Linked DNA regions of Gossypium hirsutum: region 2 is linked to region 1. A link is a contact called in public Hi-C data. All regions are on one chromosome and are shown on one strand. Each heading gives the region's core, a stretch centred on a gene start, on an enhancer-like site or on the middle of the called end of the contact. The rest is flanking DNA. Distances are from core to core; before and after follow the strand shown.

Region 1 (4,362 bases), core at 500-2,999:
GAAGTGTAATCCCCATATCCACAATGTGTCGATGTTTACGTTCAATTACGCCATTTTGTTCAGAAGTATGTGGACACGTGAGGCGATGAATAATACATTGAGAAGCTAGAACCGAAGCAAACGTTCGATACTCGCCACCCCAGTCACTCTGAAATTGTTTTATAGGTTTACCAAATTGAGTCTGAACAATTTTCTGAAATTGACCAAAACAACTCACAGCCTGAGATTTCTGTTGAATCAAGTACACCCAAGTAAACTGAGTACACATATCGATAAACGACACATGATACCAATTGCTACCAGAAGCAACAGACGTAGGTCTCTAGAGATCCGAAACAACCAAAGAAAAAGGATCAGTATACTCAGTAGTTGAAACAGAAAACGACAACTTATGAAACTTCCCTTTTTAAAAGCAGTACAAACACCATCACTAGAAACTTTATTCAAATTGATATGACATTTATTTAGAACAGTCTGGACAATAGAAGATGACGGATGCCCAAGACGCTTAAGCCACAACAAAAAAATCTCACTATTATTAGTCTGATCTTGAAGCCTAACTTGAGCAGTAGACGGATGAAAGGTAAAAGGAACAGATGCATCTGATAGAGAGAAATGATATAGCCCATTATGAATATGCCCCATCAGCAATATCTCTTGCGTTATGCAATCCTTAATAATACAATAAGTGGGGTGAAACTCAAAAAATACACCATTATCACTTGCAAATTGTGATACTGACAATAAATTTTTTCGAATAGCTAGAACACACAAAACATTAGATAACAGAAGTAACCTAGAACGCGCAGATAACACACCCTGACCAATTGACAAAATCATAACAGACGTGCCATCACCCACTAAAAGAGAGGACGTACCTGAATATGGAACCGCATCACGCAAAGCAGAAGAATCCCGAAACACATGATTACTGGCACCAGAATCAGGGTACCAAGATGTAGTGCCAACTGGCCCAGGAAAGGTGAGTCTGTGCCATCACCACTAAGCCCACGTTGTACAGAGTTTATATGTGAGCTGGAAATAGAAGGATCAGAATAATCAGAAGCATGAATATCTCCCAGTCTAGGAAGCCCAATACACGGATCCAATGTACGAGCTCGCAGTTTAGTATGCCACGGAACCGCTACACCACCCAACGGTTGACCCTGTGGCCTAAAAGCAGTAAAGGAATCAACCTGCACATTGTTAGAAACAGGGTCATTGTCATTGAGGGAGCAGATTGCCTATTACCATGTGGAGGCCCAAAACCATCATTTAAACCACCATGTGTAGGCCCAAAACCACCATTGAAACCATTATTAACCCTAGAAACATTCGGCCCATGATTGTGACCAAAAGAAGATGGCCCATAAGCTTGAGGCCTAGTCTCATGCGGCACCAAAGGACCAGAAAAAGCATGTGGCCCACACCAATTTGACAGCCCATCATTCGGCCGCCCATTTCAACCATCATTCGACCGCCCATTCCAAGCCCACTGCTGACCATAATCTAAAGTTAAACCATCAGCATCGCAATTTTGACTTCAATTTTTTACTAGCCCCATGCGGAATCTGACCATGAGTAGAAACCCTAGGACGAGTGTTTTATTGTGGAAGCCAACCATGAGGGCCAGAATCATCTGGATTCGACATCGGAAACCTTGCTGGAGAAGCGTCATCGCAATGGTACCGGTAGTAGCAGCGTTGGGTGACGTGACCAAACCTAGAACAGATCTGGCACTAGAGGCGAGTCTGAAAACTCCTACCGCGACCGCTAGAGATAAAACGACCACCACACGTAGAACCATCCATGGCCGTCGTCGAAGAATCTTCCACCAGATTCCCGGCATAAACTACCTCCTGAATCGCTTGTACTTGCCGACTCTCGCACTCGACTAGAGCGTCCACCAGACATTGAAACGGCAGAGGAGTCAGAGATAGCGAGACAGAGGACACCACAGTTTCAAATTCAGCGGAGAGATCCGCAAGCAACACCGTCGTTTGCTCCGTCGCCAGGATGGGGGATCCAGACGCGTCCAAGAAAGCACAGATCCCTTTCAACTTTGCAACGTAATCACGGATCAACAAACTCCCTTTCTTGAGAAAATGCAGTTCATGACGCAAACGCGATTGTTTCAGATCCGTATTGGCCGTAAACATTGCCAACGTTGTCATTCACACATCAGAGGCCGATTTGACATCCAAAAATGAAGATAAAATTGACAAATTTATGGTGGAGAGAAGCCACGACGTGAGTAGATTATCCTGCTGTTGAAATGCTGACACCGCCGGATTAAGAACAAGTGCACCATCCAGCGCTTGTATAAACCTCGACGGAGCAGAGATAGAACTGTCAAGAAAACCAAATAAGTCATAACCATTGACAATAAACTGAACATGTTGCTTCCATTGAAGGAATGTTCCTTCATCGAGTTTTACAACCTCATGCCGAGGAAAAGAATGAACCACACGATCAGCAGCAAAGACAGAGCCATGCGGTTCAGCAGAGTCTGAGGCAGCAGAATTTGTAGTAGCCATGAAAGGGGATCACCGAGCGACTGATACCATGAAGAAATATAGGTAAAATGAAGAATTATAGGTAAACTCCTTGAATCTTGAAATGAACTGAGACTAGCTTGTGTTTACGATTTTAAATCTAGTGTTGAAAATCTGTCTAATACAATGTCCACACAGTTTATATATAGTCATTAGAGTAACTGCTTCCCTTAACAGCTAGCTAGCAACTTAGATCTCCTAACCACCTTTTAACTGACTCATATTATCTTTAACCCAGTAGAAACCCGTAAAACGAATGGGGTTGTTATTCTCCAAGTGAATCAGAGAATCAATATCTTTGCTAGAACAATTTTTTATTTCAACCTTAGTACTCTCTTTCAACATCATAACGAGGCCACCACTTTTCCCAATAGTGTTAACAGACTAACACCCTTCCATCCTGCACTTACTGCGAATAGATGAAAATTTATTAGCATGAATTTTTGTTTCACATAAGAAAATTATCTCAGGGTCGTTTGCAACAAAAAGTTGCTTTAATTCCCGAATTGTCGCAGAGTTTCTGATCCCACGACAATTCCAGCAAAGGATCTTCATTGCTCTTGGCGGGGCTGATCGCCAGCCGCTGCCTTGCATGGTGAAAGATTATCCAGCAGAACCCTTTATCTCTTTCTTTTGCTTTTTAGCCATTCCAGTCCATCACTCATAGATTTATTATTTCTTTTTTCCATTGGAGAATTAGATATTGATTCCTCTTCACATCCTTTCTTTTTTTTTTTTTCTTTCTGTAGGAGTTGCCCACTATCATCCCTTGTGTCTGTTTTGCTCTCCTCTTTTGTCTTCATTCGATAGAATTTTTGTTGCCACAATTTCAACTCCTTTTCGCCAAATGCCAGTCTTGATTCGGAACCACTATATTTATATATTAAGATTTTAAAATTTTAGGAATTTAAAGAATACATATCAATATTTATCTTTGAAATGTGGGTTATGATTACCTGTAATATTATCACAACTTAAAAAAAATAGTTGCTATGATTTTTCAGTAACAATACTAATATATTATAATCGTAATCATCATCGTCTACCACCTTTTATAAATGTTGTGTAATAAATGAATGATAAGCTTGAAATAAGAAAAGTGAAAAAATATTTTTCAAAAATTTAGAATTTTTTTAAGAATTATATATAGGCATTTTTAAATATTTTTTCCGAATTTTTAAAACTTTTTATTATTATATTTTAAAAAAATACTTTATATATTTTTTTAAAAAAATAATGAAGTTTATTTTTTAAAAAAATTTATGATATTTTAGATTTTTTATAATTATAATTAAAAAATTATAAAAATATCAAAGTGATATTTTAACTAATTCAGAGATCAGATTATATATTAACCATTGAGTTAATGTATCATATCATCATTTCGTTAAAGGCGTTAGCTAAAGAACAAATAATTAAAATGCTACAAAATAATAGCGTGAGTGATCAAATTGTAATATTTAATAGTTGAATCAAAACATAAAATTTAATTATAATTCAATTATAATTCATATAATTTACCTTTCCTATTCCATAATACCAAGTCATAATCTTAGTATTAAAATAAGAACTCTTCTAATAGAAAACAAACTCTGGTGGAAGAAGGCATAGAACATGAGTCGATTGAAACACCGATGAGACTTATCAGAAACATCGAATCTCAGCATCATAAGAATTTTTGCTTTTTGGGTTAAAAAAAAGGAATATGTATTATTGAACTCCACATGAATGCTTTCAATAATTTTAAAGATTCTAAATTAAAATTTTCACCACAACCTTGTTGCTGTGTACCCATCAAGAACAAAGA
Region 2 (4,191 bases), core at 445-2,944, 86 kb after region 1:
ATATGGTCATTCGCACTGTTATTCTTATTCATGTATGTTAACATTAAGATTTATTAGTACCAATGCTATGTGTATATTTTATGATGCATATTATGTTATGGATTTTAAATGTATGTTGTATATTTATTATAGGTCGTGTACGGCATCCTTTCTGTTTTAAACAATTTCTTTTCAAATATAATCAAAATTGCACGCATTTGGTTTTTAAATATTCCATTAATTCGTACTCAAAATTCAAAATGGTAAAATTTCGAAAATAAAGGCAATATTCCGTATTTAGAAAATTCGAGATAAGAAGGCATTTTTCATTTTGATTTATTCGAGTAATTTTAAAATAACATAATATAAAGAGGAATCGTATTTTTAAATTCTTTTCGAATTTTTTATTTTCGACACCAAGACATTAAGTAATCAACTAGGTACCAATTTTGGGCGTATCGAGTGTGCTAATCCTTCCTCGTGCGTAACCGACTCCCGAACCCATTTTTTTGAATTCCGTAGACCGAAATTATTGTTTTAATAAATCAAATAATTTATTAAAATAATAACTTTTCGAGGTGATCCGATCACACCTCATCAAAAAAGATTGGTGGTGACTCTCAGTTTCGTTTTCATTTTCAAAATCTAAATCGACCCCGTTTTCACAAAAAAAAATGGTGTCAACAGATATAAAACCAGGTTGTATAAAAAGTTAAATCTACATAAATACACAAACATTAATTTCAAAGAATTGAGAAAATATTCTAATACCTTTTGTCCCTTTCAAATATATTCTAATTAATTCATTTCATATATAAATTACCCTTTCTTTTACTTTTTTTTTCCTTTATCATTTTTTTATTAAAATATTTTAAACAATCATTTTTTTATCATTTTTTTTCTTTTTTTCATACTATATATTTAGCACTTAATTATATTAATGTTACGAGTTAATTGGATAAAGATGAAAATATATTTACTTTACAAAGTAAATTTTATTATTTTCGGAATACTTTTATCATTTTATATATTTTATATAAAAATATATATATATGTACAATAATAGTTAAACCCAAAACTTTATAATTTCCAATAGGTTAAAATATGTCTATAGTCTTTGTATTTTTCGAAAATTAGAAATTTAGTCCCTATACTTGTATTTTCAGGAATTTAGTTCATCTACTTTTTAAATTTCAAATTTCAAGTTTAATTGTTAATATTGTTTTTTTTGTTAAATTCAAGTTAATTACATTTTTTTAATTACATGCCTATCAAGTGAGTAGTTTTTTTATTATTATTACAAAATGTCACAGAAACCATAACAGTTGGACCTATATTTTAAAATTTAAAGATAAAGCGACTAAATTTCTAATTTTTAAAAAGTACAAGGACAACAAGCACATTTTGACCTTTTCAATATTTATACTTTACCATCTTCACAAAGCTCATTTATTATCTATATCATTTTTTTATAAATATAATTATTGTAGAACAAAATTTTATTTTTCACCCGAATAAGTGCCGGTAAAAGAATCATAAAGGCCCTTATATTAGTATTTAAATTGTATTTTATCTTTTATTATTCAAAAAATGAATAAATTAAACTACGTACGTTAAATAAAAATTTTATCAATTTCTATGATGCCTAATAAAATAATCAGATAATTACACATAATATGCAGAATTTACCTTATTCTAAGCTAAGGAAATAAAATGTTTAGGATATTTTTTTTAAGAGAATGAACAATATTTTAATAATTTTAGATGATTTTAAAAATGAAATCGATATAAGTATGATTAGAATTTGTTTTTTTTGGTTGTTAAAAACTGAAATCCATATAGTTCCCTGTTTTTTTCATTTATTTACTTCCCCCTGTTACGTGCTAACATTAGATTTCAGATCCGACGCCTGCTCTGCTCTGCTGTCTTGTCCGACATCAAATTCCATACCGGAGCTCAACTCTCTCGCTCTCCGCCGACGCCTGAGAACAAGATCTCGTCTCTAGAAAGGTACGTTCTTTGATCAAATCCGATCCCATCAATTTTATCTCTGCTTACATCCTCGCATTTTGCGAAAACCATGAGCTCCAATTATGGGAAAGGTTCATCTGGTTCGCTAAAATCCTTCGATTTCGATCTCGGCCTCGGATCGGGCCGACCCAAATCCCTCAACGACCAAAAGAACAAAACCTCTTCTTCCTTTTCATCTTATTCATCAGCAACATCTGCACCATCGAAGCCCGCATGGCAACCCAACAAACCGTCGTGGACCCATCAACCCGCCCCGAATCAGGCCAGCCAAGCCGCGATATCGGGTCCCACTTCCATGGTGGGAGACATCTTTGGGAAGAGCTGGTCCTCTTCGGGAGGTAATAGCTCTGGGATTGGAATTGTTAACAAGAACCCTAATTTGTTTGGAGATTTGGTTAGCTCTGCTTTGGGACAGGGAAAGAATAATAGTAATTCTAATGTTCCTTTGAAAAATGCAAATCCAACTCCTAATTCTTCGAGTAAAAACCCATATTCAATGGGGAATTTGGCTGATTCATTGCCAAAAAGTAGTGGAAATTGGGGAACTTCTAGTGGATATAATAATAATAGCAATGGTATTGGTGGTAGTAGTAATATTAATGTCAATATTAACAATAGTAAGAATCAGAATCTTGGGGGAGCTTCCATGAAAAGTATGGCTGGAGGAGCAGCAGGTGGAGGTAAAAGTGGGATTGGTTCTAAGGATCCTTTTGGTTCTTTGGTTGATTTTTCATCAAAACCATCAGGGACCCTTAATTCAGGAAGTAATAAAGGAAATAAGGCAAATGTTGCACATGATGCATTTGGGGATTTTCAGAATGCTTCAAAACCGAGCACAACTGCATTTCCTTCTAGCGGTTTCAGTGCATTTGGGGATTTTCAGAATGCTTCAAAACCAAGCACAATGGCGTTTCCTTCTAGCGGTTTTGGTTCAACTTCGAATACGAATGATTCTGGTATGCCTGCAAAGAATGTTGGATCTCAAAGTCAACCATCTGTTCAAAGCTCGGGCGGTGATCCTCTCGATATGTTCTTCTCGTCATCTTCAGCTTCTGGAGGTTCTGCTCAAGCATCTGGTGGAGGTGGAGGGCAGCAATTTTCTGAAGTTGATGATTGGGGATTGGATTCTGAGTTTGGAGGAGCAGGAGGAGGAAATGATGGTGGCTCGACAACAGAGCTTGAAGGGCTTCCTCCTCCCCCGGCTGGGGTCACTGCATCTTCTGCAAAGAGCAAGGGTATCGACAACCAGAAGCAAGGGCAGTATGCTGATGCCATTAAGTGGCTGTCTTGGGCAGTGGTTCTTCTTGAAAAGACAAATGATAAGTCTGGCACCATGGAGGTTTTATCATGTAGGGCTTCATGCTATAAAGAAGTTGGGGAGTATAAGAAGGCTGTAGCTGACTGTTCAAAGGTATAAAATTCTTCAAACTGTTGGATTATGTTAGTTCCTTGTTAGTATGAATAAACTGTACTGCATTCTCGTTATTTTGGTCCTAGTAATCGAGGTTTGGTCCTCTGATATTTTACACATGGCAGAGTATTGTGTTGGTTGTATTCATATCGATCACATCAATTGAAATCAATGTAGACTGATGAAATTATGTTCTCCATTTTCTTATTTAGGTGTTAGAGCACGATGAGAGCAATGTGTCTGTCCTCGTACAGCGTGCACTCTTGTATGAAAGCATGGAGAAATACAAGCTTGGGGCCGAAGATCTGAGAACCGTTCTGAAGATTGATCCTGGTAATAGAATTGCAAGAAGTACTGTCCATCGCTTGGCTAAAATGGCGGACTAGAAGGTCTTTATGATTCATTTGTTTGTATTAGCTTTCTTCACGTAGGTTGATACCTTTTTGCCCTCATACTATGAACAGAATTAAGGGGGAATAATAACCTTTTTCCCTGGATACATGTGTCTTTCAATATGTCTCGTTGCGGAGGGTTTTCGTGGTTCAATATTATATCTTGTCTTGGTTGTGATTTGGAATTGGCTTGTCTTTGATATTTCTAGATAGCTTTGGAGCATGCTTTCGGAACAAATATATATGGTTCGGTTCATTGTATGCTTCGGGTAGAAGTATACGAACTCTGTTACAACAGTTTATGGTATTGTATTGGATGGTGTTTTCTTTTCAGGTGATGATGTACAATGTTCATTTTGTTTCATGGATTTTATGTTA

The links. Hi-C and Micro-C count contacts between places; a contact is called where the count stands out from the background.
Region 2: a contact with region 1 is called in a Hi-C map of petal, with 2.3 times the contacts expected there. The contact joins the promoter of LOC107896653 here to the enhancer-like site in region 1. A contact is called at or near these places in 2 of 34 Hi-C or Micro-C datasets (hypocotyl and petal).

The regions. Positions count from the first base shown.
Region 1 is chrD10:51,028,457-51,032,818 of Gossypium_hirsutum_v2.1, forward strand. No RefSeq gene overlaps it. Among protein-coding and RNA genes, the nearest start is that of LOC121222220, 22 kb to the left of the region's middle. Within about 2 kb of position 1,750, at least 7 of the 9 cell types and tissues checked have an H3K27ac peak or open chromatin away from gene starts, as enhancers often do. A contact at or near this core is called in hypocotyl, where this site is marked.
Region 2 is chrD10:51,114,829-51,119,019 of Gossypium_hirsutum_v2.1, forward strand. LOC107896653 reads left to right here and starts at 1,695. Exons shown (of 2, transcript XM_016821873.2): 1 at 1,695-3,421; 2 at 3,634-4,146. The coding sequence starts at 2,060. The coding sequence ends at 3,807.